Regions from separate parts of the Mus musculus genome. Here region 1 is linked to region 2. Evidence: chromatin contacts called from public promoter capture Hi-C data. All regions are on one chromosome and are shown on one strand. Each heading gives the region's core, a stretch centred on a gene start, on an enhancer-like site or on the middle of the called end of the contact. The rest is flanking DNA. Distances are from core to core; before and after follow the strand shown.

Evidence for each region. Promoter capture Hi-C pulls out the DNA fragments that hold promoters and counts their contacts.
Region 1: a promoter capture Hi-C map of macrophages shows a contact between it and region 2, with 6 read pairs. The contact joins the promoter of Serpinb9b here to the enhancer-like site in region 2. A contact is called at or near these places in 4 of 39 promoter capture datasets (the 3T3-L1 cell line, HPC-7-derived erythroid cells, hippocampal neurons and 1 more), 11 of 484 Hi-C or Micro-C datasets (the C2C12 cell line, the Patski cell line, the STO cell line and 7 more), 2 of 115 datasets of contacts at active chromatin or transcription factors (extraembryonic endoderm stem cells and trophoblast stem cells) and 2 of 9 other capture datasets (adipose tissue and liver).

Annotation. Positions count from the first base shown.
Region 1 is chr13:33,023,000-33,029,855 of GRCm38.p6, reverse strand. Serpinb9b (serine (or cysteine) peptidase inhibitor, clade B, member 9b) reads right to left here and starts at 2,442. Exons shown (of 7, transcript NM_011452.3): 1 at 2,256-2,442; 2 at 227-404. The coding sequence starts at 394.
Region 2 is chr13:32,924,253-32,931,165 of GRCm38.p6, reverse strand. It overlaps a transcript of Serpinb1c not described here and the pseudogene Gm18311. Among named protein-coding and RNA genes, the nearest start is that of Serpinb1c, 30 kb to the right of the region's middle. Within about 2 kb of position 1,690, at least 93 of the 459 cell types and tissues checked have an H3K27ac peak or open chromatin away from gene starts, as enhancers often do. A contact at or near this core is called in the C2C12 cell line, the STO cell line, macrophages and 3 more, where this site is marked.

The DNA of each region.
Region 1 (6,856 bases), core at 1,193-3,692, 98 kb before region 2:
AAATTATTTATGCGCCACTGGTAAATGAATTCTAAACAAAGTATTGAGAGTTCCACCCTAGTTGTTACTCAGGAAATCTCATTGCCCTTAAAGAAGTCTTACTGGAGGAGACTCTCCCCTTCCTCTTTAGCCCTTGCTCCATAAAACAGTGTGTGCACATTCCTACTGTCCCTTATCAGCAGTTCTTATGCATGTGACATGGGTAGGGTTATGACAGAGAACATACCTGAGATATCTGGACTGCGGTCTGCTCCTTTGCACCCAGGAGGACCATAGCTAGAGCAGAGGAGATGCTCACAGGAGAAAAACATACATTTTTGGAAGGGTTGCTTTGACATAACATCTTCAATAGATGGATGGCAAAGGTGCCATTTGCTTCAGACAGAGTACTCATGATGCAGAGTCTGGAGGGAAAGGAGATATGGGACTCAACACAGAGGTGAAGGTTCATTGGTCGGAAGCAGGGAAACTTGGGACTCTACTTCTGATTAATATTCCAAGATCATAAGTACTTTAAATTGAATTTCAAAAATTCGTTCTAGTTCACAGTCTATCCATTTTTAAAGTTATTAGGAAGTGTGGCCATGGCAGCAGACCATACTACCTTCTTTCTCATCTACAGAGAAAGGAAAAGAAAGGAAAGATCATCAGAAACAAACCCAGGACACAGCAGAGAGAGGCTGGCTCTAGTCTCCTTCCATACACACACATACATATCTTCTGAAGAATGTTGAGCTTTGGCTAAAGAGAAGGAGGAAGAGAAGAGGAAGCAAGGAAGAAAACAGACAGGAGCATCTAGGTCTTCTAGCCTGCCTTCAGCAACTCTGCATTCTGGACTCTGCCTGTGAATAAGTCTCCTGAGATACCCAGATATCTCATGAGACAGTGCCCATTTGCAGTTAGACAGGAAAGACTCTGAGATGCTGAATGACACCCCAAAACAGGCTGGTGTTATCAACTCTGTTGTGTAGCAGGGAGCATTCCCCTGCAGTGACTGCTCAGGAGACCTTGTATCCTCTGCAGACACCCAGGCTGCTTTTCTCTTGAGCATGCCTCAGCTTCCAGATAAATGGACAGCTTGACCCAGACTACGTCACTGCTCCAGATGCCTTAACCCAGGTCTGAGTCACTGTGCATTCCATGACTGTGCTCTCACTGTCATATGACTCTTGAACCCTGGAAGTCTGTTTCAGAGTGCATGGTACTGTGCTAAAATACAGATCAAAAGCCTCGGGAGTCTCAGGACACCTCAACCCATGCTTCTTCCTACTCTTCAGACAGAGGGACACAGCATCCTGGGAGTATACTTAGATCCTCTGGGTCCTCCCCTGAAGTCTCCCAGGGCTCTGAGGGAAAGGTGGGGCTGCATTATATCAAATGAATTACCCTCAAGGTGGTCCTCTCATCTAACCCAGCTTGCCCCTCCTCCTGCATTCCTGCCTACCCTTAGGTCACTTTAAAGTTGCTTCTGAGTCCTTGAAGTGCTGTTTACTTCACCTAGAAGTTCTCCTACCCCATCCCTGTCACTGAGTTCAAACTCCTCCCCCTTCCAACTTCATTGGAACAGGACAGCCTCAGGGCCTCTGCTGTCCTACCCTAGTGCAGCTGCCCCACCCCGGGTCTGCTCATTACTCTTAAGTGTCACCTTTCTCTTACTGATTGCTGTCCACCATCGTCCATATTCTGGATCTCTGTGAAGTTAAGGGAGATGTCTGACACCCTAAGAGTAAGCACCTGGAAGCAGCGTCAGATAAAGGGATTACTCAGATAAATTCATCAAAGACATGATTACTGTCAGCATGGAGTGAACTGTTTTATAAATGGCAATGAGCAGTGCTCAAATTTGGACTAGAGACCTCCAGATGTTTAAAAGGACCTGATTTAAAAGAGTTCACTTTTGTAAGAAAGGAGGAGAGAAGGCTAAGGCAGTCAAATTGCCAATTGTAGGTACTGAGAAGAAGCACGGAAGGAGGCCTGTGAAGAGGCTGCTAACACCTTGCAGCCCCTAACCTGACTAGTAGAAGAGGAGCCAACACAGCCTAGGTCCCAGTCCCCAGGATCAGCCTCCCTGACACTTGGCCAGCTGGGGTTCCTCTTGGAGTCTCCTTTTTAAAATACCCATCACACACCAGCTCCCAGCTCTCTCTTTCCCTAACTTAATATTCCTGAGTTTCCCTCCTGGATTCAGCCTTTGTATTCTAAAACTGACTTATGGAGGTCCCACAACCCCAATCTGAGCCAGGCAAAAAACCTACCTGAGTAGCTGCTGCTCAATGTAGCTTTTTCAGCCTGGATGTCCCCTATAGCTTAACACAGCAGCCTTCCAGATTCAGCTGAGCCTTTTATTCATTCACTTCAGGGCAGGGACTTCCTGTTTAGTGCCTCTGGCCACCTACAGAGAGATAGGCTGCCTCCAGCTCTATCCTTTGCAAGAAGAGGACTGGTGAGGGTTGGGGAAAAAAAAACTGGGTGGGCCCTTAGAGGAAGGGAAAATAGCAGGAGTTTTTGCTGTGTGACAAAGAGAATCATTGCTGGATAGCATTCTTGGTTTGGGGTGGGGCATGGGGGATATGGAGGGTGCGCAGTATCAAAGCCCGTTTCCTTTTGTTTGTTTGTTTGTTTGTTCTTCTTGTTTTGTTTTTAATCAAGTCACCCTTTCTCTGTGTAGCCCTAGCTGTCCTGGGAATCTCACTCTACAGACCAGGCTGGCCTCAAACTCAGAAATCTGCCTGTCTCTGTGTCCGAAGTTCTGGGATTAAAGGTGTGTGCCACCACTACCCAGCTCAAAGCCAATTTCTTAAACACTAGTCCTACTCTCCTGTCAAATACTAATGCATTTCATGCTTTTCTCCTCAGTCATGAGCATTTCTTGTGAACAGAATATGTGCTCATGTATGTGGTATTCTATTACTAACCTGATGTTTCAGAGGCTCAGCCTTAAGTGTCCAAGGTGGCTGTGACTGGGGCACAGAGAACAGTCTTGCTACTCGATGCCATCTGTAGGAGTTGGATTGTGTCCAGAAATCTCAACTCAAGTGAGTCCACCATTCTTGAATTTGGCACAGAAAGAAATTTCATGAAGAGACAGTGTGAGATGGAGTTGGATTTATTGAGAAGCAAACACAAATATATTTAAAATGAGTAAAACACAAAGGGAAGAAAAGTAGGAAAACAGAGAATGAGACACACCCAAGCATGCAGGGCTCTCAAGGAGAGCATGGCTGCAGTGACTCAGCAGTAGCTTCATGTATGGCTTTGGTGGCTCTCAGATGTTACATCTTACAAAGTTGCTGAGAAACTCTCAATCTCCTTTATAGCTAATAGAGAGCCAGTATTTCTTTGTTTAGTTATTTAAGGACAAGCTTTTAAAACTACAAAGAATGAGGCTATATGAGGGCAAACTCATAAGCAGAACTTCCAGGCAGAAAGAAGTCTTGCTAGGAAATAGGAACATTAGGAGGACTTCACAGACCCAGGAAAGGCTCATCCTGTCTACAGGATCATTCATTTACTTCTCCTAGACAATATCAAATTTTGGTTTGGTTGAGCCTGAGAGCTCACACAGTTTCAACCTCTGTGGTGCACTCAGTCTAGATAAAGCTTTCCACTCCACGTGCTCTCCGTATAACCTATGGATGGGAGCTTTTCTCCCAACTCTTCCTCCCTGAAGCCCACTGGGGTGCATTTTGGATTTCTCCAGAGTGCTCATCTTCTCTGCTCAGCTCCATTTTCCACAAGAGTCTGCTAACCCCTCACCCAGCAGGGAGTGAGCACAGCTATATGACCTTTAGCCTGTGGCTCTCTTGCTCATCTTGCTTGGGGAAAGGTTTGGCTTCCTCTGCAACCTCTGTCCTTATCTGTCCTCCACGAGCAGTAGGGGATTTCAACCTCCTATTTCTTTGTTTCTCCTATTTCCTTGCTTTGACCAACAACCAGTTTGACCATCTTCTATCTTAACTCACATTCTTGGGGCTACTTTTCAGTTTGGTCCCACATCACTGAAACCGCTGGCCCATTGTTACCTTCCCCTTTGTCTTAATATCTTCTGACACAGTTTCTCCACTCTGCTCTGCTTCTCCTTCCTCACCCCAGCTTTCTCCAGAGACTTCCCTGCCATCCTCTTCTTCATCTTCCAAAAACAGGCTATGTTATTTTCTCTTATCTGGAAAGCTCTGTTCTTTTTTATTTTTTTTTTCACCTCCTGCCCCCCAATTTTATTTTCTCTGTGTAGTCTGTTTCAACGTGGATCTGCCCTTTAAAACAGTGCTCACTCTACAGAGCACAGATCCCACTGCAATACTCTTCTCCATGAACTTCATGTCCCCTAAGGAAGTTATTGAGATCATCTTCAGTGCACTTCCTGCTTGATGGCATGATGGAATGTGTTCTCCCTCTTCTCACACCTGGGGAATTTTTTGGAGTCAAAGTTTTCTATGTTTTTGCTGCTTTTGGCTTCTATACCAGAGGGCTAGAGTAGCAGCTCCCTATGTGTAATCTCTCTTCCTCGTTTTTCCTAAATAGGAGTACCTTACATAGGTATTATAATCAGGAATGATAAAGTATGGGTAAGAAGGCTCCCAAGACATCTCTTGGACTATAAACAGGTTTTCTTGTAAGATTCTTAGGAATTTGCATGTTTATATCTGGACAAGGAGAATGATCATGCAGGCTTAGGTTATAAGCATGGTTGCTGTTTTAATGTACTTTTGAAAATATCCTTACATAGAATGATTACTGTATGCATGTCAGCTACTTTCACAGTAACTGGGATGGCAAGAGTCTCAATCAGACCGAGAGGTGAAGAGCTTCATTCTTTTCCCAAATCTCATTAACAACCTTAGTCTTTTTCTGTTATCTCAAGATAATATTTTTCAGACACTAGTTTCTTTGACTGAGTAAGAATATTAATAATGATATTATCTAAAATAAGTTTTTATTCAATTGGTGTTGGGGCCTGGATGCTGCTGGAATCTTGTCCCTGGGCCATCATCTAACACTCTTTTGCTTCTTCCACTATCTTGCTCCATTCCTTATTGACTTTGGACATTTTACAATGAGGGCATTCCTTTCCAGATCTTTTTTACAGTGAGGGCATTCCTTTGGCATAGATGTGTTGCTTAGCACCACCAGTTTGGCCTGGTTTAGCCTGTGTATCTGAGCAAATATCATTTGAGGTTTTCATCTTTAAAATCCCTCCATTTCCCAAGAGTAAACGAGGCTTGAACAGGATTTTTGTCTTGGTGCCTTCCTTCGTGTCTCCTGATCCCAAATTTGTAGTTGCAGTTCTCTTCTCTTGAGAACCCTGTTGCTTAAGTCCTGCAGGTCTGGGCAAATTGGTCAGCATTAGATTATTTCTATCTTTTACCTAGTACTAATTTTACTATGAACATTTATGTATTATTTTGTGTATACACATATGCTCTCTTGGAGTTACCTAGCATATAGCCCAAGGAATTTCTGGGTCATATGACAACTCTACATTTTACAATTTGAAGAACTACCTAATGAGTTTGAAGACTTTTATGCACTCATATGTACCCATCCGTAAGGTGTGAGTTTCAGTCTCTCCTTGTGCATGGTTTCTCTTAACTTATTTTAGCCAATCAGTGTGATGTGATTATTCATTATGATTTTGAGTTTTCCCTGATGAGTAGTCATGTCAATCATAAGCTCATGTGCTCACTGGTTCTTTAAAAATCTTGCAATAAGATGGCCTGCTCAAACTCCTGCCTATTTTTATTTGAGGAGTCATTGTCATCATCACTGTTATTGTTATCAACATCATTATCATCCTTTCCCTCTTGCTCCTCCTCCTTCTCCTCCTCCTCCTCCTCATAATTAAAATGAATCTTATGAAACAGAATACTTAACTGTGCTTTCTGGCTATCTCCTCACCTCTATGATAAAATTTAAGTCCCCCCAACAGTGAAGATGCTTATACCTTTTGCATAAAACAAGTGACTCTGCTATCTCTGTGAGACATGAATAATGGAATGTTCCTCCTAGCCATAGTCACAGCCCTGGTCTGCATCTTCCTACAACCTGTGTGGCCTCTGTTAAACTTCTATTCTTGCCATCATAGATCTCACTTAAAACCCCTTTAATCAGACTTAGTCATCTGAGAGTTGAGGATCACTGTGGACTGTTTCTTGGGGTTGACTAGCTCCGAAGACTGAAGATGCTCTCACTTTAGACGCGAAATTTTTGGAACTCTGTTCAGAAAGTGGCATGTCCTATCCAAATTTTCTTTTTGTACTTGGAGGTGGGTGGCTAGTGCCTGACTCTGCCTTCCACTGCCTGTCGGTAGGCCTCTATCCCTACAATCTTGTGGTTTGTATATTCCAATGTCTAGGCCAGTGTTTTCCTGTGTTCTAGGTGTGTGTTATTGTGTGCCTGGGTGCCTTCTGGAGGCTGCCATCCTGGTAGTCTTCATCCAAAGTAAATAAATATGTCTTATTTGACCAGGGCTCCTCACATTTTTCAACCCCCACACTCCTCTGATACTTTCCTGTCCCAGAATCAGAATATATAATTCACAGTGGCAGGAAGGTAGCCCAGGCTGGAAAGTGTTCCTACTTTGGTGGCTGGAAAGATTGTATCTGAAAGAAACATTTGTGAGAAACAATTCAGGAGAGTTTAATAAACTTCAATTAGGGGGTGAGCTGTGAAGACTTTGTTCAACAGTCTGTGAACTCTGAATCCCCAACAAAAGTCATTATCAGAGACTATCAGTATGGTGAACAAATAAATCAGTCATGTGGTGGTACACAATTGCAATGCTAGAATCTAGAGACAGAGCCAAGCATATTGTGGGGCAGTGGACCATACCACTAGACAGAAAACTTGGTAAGGTTGA
Region 2 (6,913 bases), core at 441-2,940:
GATTCATTGAATCTAATAGAAAAAGTGGGAAATTTCCAGAACAGAACACTAATTGCTCAAGGTCTAAGATCAACACTTGATAAATGGGACCTCATGAAACTGAAAAGCTTCTGTAAGACAGAAGACACAGTCAATAGGACAAATTGGCAACCTACAGATTGGAGAAAAATATCTTCACTAATCCTATATCTGATAGAGGGTTAACATCCAAAATATATAAAGAATTCAATAAGTTAACCTCCCCAAACCCAAATAGCCCAATTAAAAATGGGGTACAGAGCTAAACAGAGAATTCACAACAGAAGAAATTCTAATGGCTGAGAAACACTTAAGGAAATAGTCAAAGTCTTTAGTCATCAGGGAAATGCAAATCAAAACAACCTTGAGATTCCACCTTATACCAATCAGAATGGCTAAGATCAAAAAATGACAGCAGATGCTGGCAAGGAAATGAAGAAAGAGGAACACGCCTCCATTGCTGGTAGGATTGGAAATTGGTACAACCACTCTGGAAATCGATTTGGTGGTTTCTCAGAAAACTGGACATAGTACTACCAGAAGATCCAACAATACCTCTCTTGGGCATATGCCCAGAAGATGTTCCAACTTGTAATAAGGACACATGCTCCACTATGTTCATAGCAGCCTTATTTATAATAGCCAGAAGTTGAGAACCCAGATGTCCCTCAATAGAAGAATGGATACAGAAAATGTAATTCATTTACACAATGGAGTACTACTCAGCAATTAAAAACAATGACATAATGAATTTGGCAGGCAAATCAGTGGAACTAGAAAATACCATCCTGAGTGAATTAATCCAGAACCAAAAGGACATATATGAAGTGAATATTAGCCAAAAACTACAAAATACCCAGGATGCAACCCACAGTAGTGTAACAAGAAAAGGAGCCAAGAGAGAATGCTTCAATCCCACATAGAAAGAGTAAGTAAATAATCACAGGAGGCAGAGGAAGGGAAGGGCCTGGGAGGAAGAAGAGAGGGGAAAGGGGAAAAGGGGAACAGTATCAGGAACTGGGGTGGGGGGGAACAGGAGAGAAACACAGAGGGCCAGGAGAATAAATGGAAATATGCAGCCTCAGGGGTGAAAGGTGGGGAGACTCTCTAGAAAGTACCAGAGACCTAGAACTTGGGAGACTCTCAGGACTCAATTGGAGGTGACCTTAGCCAAAATGCACACCAATGGGGAGACTAAACTCCAAGAGACCACCTCCAGTAGACAGACAGGACCTCAAGAGGGAGGAAGGGGTTACTAACCCACAGTCAAAATTTCTGACCCAGAACTGTTCCTGTCTAAAAGAACTTCAGAGACAAAACTGAAGAAGAGACTGAAGACAGGAACCTAGCATAGCTATCTTCTGAAAGGCCCTATGAGCAACTGACTGAGACAGACACAGATACTAACACCCAACCATTGGACTGAAGTCAGGGACTACTATAGTTGAATTAGGGGAAGGACTGAAGAAGTTAAAGAAAAGGGCCACCCCACAGGAAGACAAGCAGTGTCAACTAACCCAGACCTCAGGGAGTTCCCAGAGACTGAGCCACCAACCAGGCAACATACATGGGCTGGTCAGAGGCTCCAGCACATATAGAGCAGAGGGCAGCCTGGTCTGACCTCAGTGGGAGGAGATGTGCCTAATCCTCAAGAGGATTGAGGCCCCAGGGAAGGAAGAGGCAGGCCTGTTGAGAGCCTCTCAAAGGCAAGAGGGAGGAGGAGTAGGGTGAGGAACTGTGGGAGAGGGAATCCAGAAGAAGGGCAAAGGCTGCAATGTATATAAAAATACTTCTTAAGAAATCCTTTCAGCCTTAGTAGTCTGTCACCTTTCTGTTTTTAAATGAAAGAAGTTACTAAAGACAGCTGTCTGCTGTACCAGGAAACCACAAGATCTGTACGCAGCTGCTCGTGAAGAACAGGCTGTGTAATCCCATAAGCCAGTGTGTTTTTGCTTTGGTTTAATTTCTGTTTTAAGAAAACAGAGGTTGGAATCAAATATTCATGATTCATAATATTTATGGAAATTTAAGGATTTCTAAAAATATTACTAATAATGATCAAAGCTTTCATTATTGTTATGGTGTAACTATCCTAAATAAGCGACTGGGTTCAGGATCTCTGGTCGAGAGAAGACAAAAGAATGAGAAAGGATAAGGAAAAAGAATGAGAAGGGAGAAAGCAGAAGAAGGAAGGATGATGAGAATCCTGGGAACAGAGAGGGTATTTGAACTGACAGCTTGGATTCACTACTGATTCCTAGTTACTATTGAATTAGCACTATTTCTATTCCTGCCTTTTCGGGACCTTGCTCACACTGAGGCTGGACCTCAGCAAAGAACATTAAAAGTTTAGGGAGTGTATTTGAACATTTATGAATTTTGGCTAGGCCTCATTTAGAGAGCCGATTGGAAATGTAGAAAGTATGAGCAGAGTTCAGAAGAGGAAAATAGTTTCCCTTGGTTAGAGTGGAAAGTTCTTGTTACAGGTTAGTTAGTAGCTAATAAAATTTCAGACTGTTGCTTTTGAAGAAGTCTAAGTTCTTGGTCTGGGTCCTTACTACCTCTACCTGAATGGCCTAAGTCCAGAAACCCAAACTAGGGGCTGCAAGGAATTGAAGACAGGACATACACATAAACAGACATTCAGAAAAGCTGGTGTCCAGTCAGACATGGAGCTATATCTATGGCTGTGGCAACCCAGAATCACAGTATGTTTATTATGTACAGCACATGGAGAGGATGGCTAGTGTAGATAGGAGGTCGCTATAGGCAAGCAGTCTCTGACCGATATCACCCAGGATGAGGAAGCAGCCGCTGCTAGTTTTTGAGACAGTGGTGTCTGGTGTTATGTTTGTACTCAGGCCCTAAGGAATGCTCTGCCATCCCTCTGAGTCTCACCCAGTTAATGCTTTGTCACTAGCATGGGACAAAGGCATTGGAGTCCTCCACACATGACCACACCCATGCCAGTCATACCCATTCATTCAGAAACTTACTCACGCAAGACTTCCTCCAATCCCCACACCTAACAGAGCAGAGGAAAAATCTAGATGGAGTCCGTCACAGTAACTGAAGATAGCAAGCCAAATCTAAGTTATCATCTAACTTTCAGACAAATCAGAGAGAATGATAAAAGTCAAACTTTCTAAATCCACACGGTTCCCTCTGCTTTGATTCTTGCAAAAGTCAGCGTTCTCTCTTGAGAAGAATCCCTGAAAGAACAATAGCTACAGCAATAACAGCAGCAACCACAGCAGAAGCACCAACAATAATAACGACGACAACAAAAACAATAACAACTATAAAAATAGCAGCAACAGTGTACTTGAAACCGGGCTCATTGTGGCTCAGAGTTTCAGATGTCTGGACACACAGTTGATTGTTTTTGTGCTCACAGTGTGTGAGAGCATCGTGGCAATAAGTGTGTAAGGTATAGTAAGCTGCCCCCCCCTGCTAAGAAGTTTAAGAAAAGAGGGGGTTCAGGGATACACCCCCACTAGCAATAACCCAGCTTTCTCCAAAAACTGTTTGCTCTAAAAGTTCTGCCAACTCTCAGTTATGCCACAGGCTGGTGATTAAGCCACAAGGAACTTTAGGGAAGAATCTCAGGCCAAAACTCTAGCAGTGGGATTAGCCAGACAGTTAATTTCCTTTTATTCTGTAACCCTGCTCCTGGCTTATCAGAAAAATAACTTTGAAATGATTAATGTCATCATAGTTTTATGTTTCTCCTTTCTTTAGCTTGTTCTTTGTCCCCTTCTGCCCAGTTTGCCAGAATTCAAGTGACCTCTCTAACAATGATGTCAATACTCTTGGAAATGAGGAGACAATGGAAAACATAGAGGTATTTAGAATGTGCCATTCTTCAAAGAGCATGCTGTCTATTTCAAAAGGAAAACACGCCTGTCTTTAATCCAAGTCAGAACACAGTGAGACAGCAGGCGCGTAGAGCATTTCTACAACTGGAAATGCAGACCTTTGAGAGCAAGAGTCCTCCTCAGCCCAGCTCTGCTTCACTCAAGGACTCAGGAACCAGACAATCAACTGTCACCAAGAGTACACCAGGGCAGTTTGTTTGAGCGTGTTGTCTGCTGCTAGTGATGATTGAGAATGAACATACAACAACACACACCAACAAATACACTTGTGCAAATAACCAAAGGAAAAATGAAGCTCTCTGGAGTGGGAGGGCTTCCAACAGAGGAGAAAACACTGAGCTGCTTATCTAGGGGAGGGTTCTCATGCAGCAACCACTCAGACTACGGTATTAGTACTGAGCTTAGTTAGTCTGGGCATCTCCTGGGTGGGGCTGATATGGATCTACAGGCTGTGCACATTCCCCTGGCCCAGGCAGAGACATTATCAGAGGCTGCTTACTCACTGCTCATCCAAAGTTGTCTACATCGAAGCCCCACTCTGCCTGTTAGTTTTCTCTCTTAGTTGCTGATCTTGACTCTTTGTCTGCTACTCTCCCTGGTCAACATTGCTAATCACTGTCTTGCAGGTCTTGCTGATTCTTGTATCTTGGCTGGTGACTTGCTGCCTGTTTTTTATTAAACAATGCTCTCTTTCTTCTCACATGTATGTGCCCACTTGTGGTCTAACTATGGGTCATTTCATTTACTGCCTTGAAGATTCCTGCCTCCGTGAATACCAGACTGCATGCCTACCTTTCACCAAAAACTCCAGTGGACAGACACAGACAGCAGGGATCAGTTATTCTATATTATGGATGAAAGTTTTGTCTGATTCTATCTTAAAAACAAAGCAAGTCAAGTTTTTAAAGTAAATCCGCTGGTTTGCTTTTTGACCTTGGGTTGGGCTGTTTTCTGTTTCCCCTTGCTGTTTGTGTTGGGCTATGATTTGTGAACAGAGGTGTAAAGTATCACATTCATTCTACACTAACTGCCACTTGGTTAAATTGTTTTCAAGAATCTTAAACTTCTACATAACTTTTAATTCACAGTGTTGGACTTTCTAATTTAACTTAACGTGCTATCTTCTAGGCCTGTGTATGATGTTAAAATGCAAGATTTCTTTCTCCTTAAGACAGAACAGAGTTTCATTGTTTTTATGAATGCACATTACTCTCTATTTTCCTGTTCATCAGTTGTTGCACACAAACAGATCCCTAATTAATCCCTGTTAGGATTAATATTGTGATAAAAACAGGTGTTACCATCTTTTGTTCATACAAATTTTATTTGTACTCACAGATTTTATTTCCTTTAGCTACATACCAAAAAGTGAGATTTTTTGAACCATATGGTAGATCCATACTCACCTTTTAGAGCACACTCCATATTGTTTTCTATAGTATCTGTGCAGACTTGTGTCCCCTTAAACAGTAAATAAGGGTTTCTTTTCTTTAAGTCATTTTGAAAACATACTATCTTGATTATTTAGGTTTTGTTTTTTATTTACTTGTCCATTTAAAAACTTCATTGTATATATTCATTTCCATAGTACTGTGCAAGATAAGGGCAATTTCACACAGTATACATTGGGTACCGTATACAACCTCCCTTCTCATACTCTCTTTGCTGTTTTTATAAAAACTTGAAACCACCAGCAATGCAGGACTCATCATTGTTTTTGGTTTATTTGTTGTTTTGCTATTTGTTTTGTTTGTTTGTATTTTGTATATGTGGAGCTGAAGGGGAGAAGCAGGTAACTTGACTTAGACCAAACTAGACACGTGTGTAAAATCATATGAATTTGAAACAAAAGCTGGGATGTAAGTTCAGGCATTTGATTGGGAAGTTATAGTCAGGACACAAAGAAAGAAGCTAAACTCCAAACTCATGGACTGGGCCAATGGATGAACATCTGAAAAGACGCAGTAAAAAAGGCACCAATAGGAGTCATGCTGCCGAGGGGAGCTGGCTGCACTGAGACTCAGGCAGGGAGACAAAAGGGCAGGTGACCAGACAGGCTGTGCTTGCACTGAATTGCCAGTGTGTGATCAGGGTCACTGCACACCCTACTTGAAGGCTGGGGCAGTTTCACTCCTCATTTCCCGGACCCAGCCTGTTATCTGGCATACCAGCTGAAGTATGTAATGAATAAACATATGACGGCAGAGGGAAAAGACCAGTGGCCAACTGGGCAGCAAAGGTGAAGCAGTAGAAACTGGAAATCAGTAGAAAAGGATGTGCCACACCTACTGAATGGAATCTCAACAGCTTTAACAGAGAAATCCATGCAATCAGCGGTGAAGCTAGGTAAACTTTCCTAGTTGTCTGATGAAAGGAACAAATCCAGAAAGTGTGAGGGAGAGAGGGTCCATGAGGGAGGGTCGGGTAGATGAGAATTTAAGATCTGTTTCTCTTTATTCTTGCCTCCTTGGTCATAAACACACCAGAGCCTTAAGGAACACCCTCCTCCACATTCCTGCTCAGTAGGAGTCGCTCCTCCAGCTTCTGCAGATGAAGTCTGCTCTGTTTCAGTTTCTTCTGCCTCAAGGAAAACAGGAAAATATTTCACAGACCCTTGTTAATGTTTGCTGTCTAATATCTTAAGTGCTCTTTCCTGAGGAAGGCCACAAAACCCTACCAGGACCAGGCTCTTGACCTGGGTCTCCTTAGGTCTGAGACCCAAAGTCACACACACTGTACTGTCTTCTCCAACTTACTGAAGCTGAGAAGCTTTGAATTCTGTCACTCAGAATTGACAGAACTATGAAATGTCACACCAACACTGGAGATTTACTGTTGCCAGCAGCCAAAGACATTGATCAAGTTATGATCAGAGATGAATTTGTCATGGAATTGATGGCAACTTTTTTAATCTAACGGCACTCTCTGAAGAAGAATCGATGACATGTCTGCTATTCTTGATTGCTATTTCACCTCAAGTATTCAATATCCAGCATTCAGCCTGATGAGTCTACAGG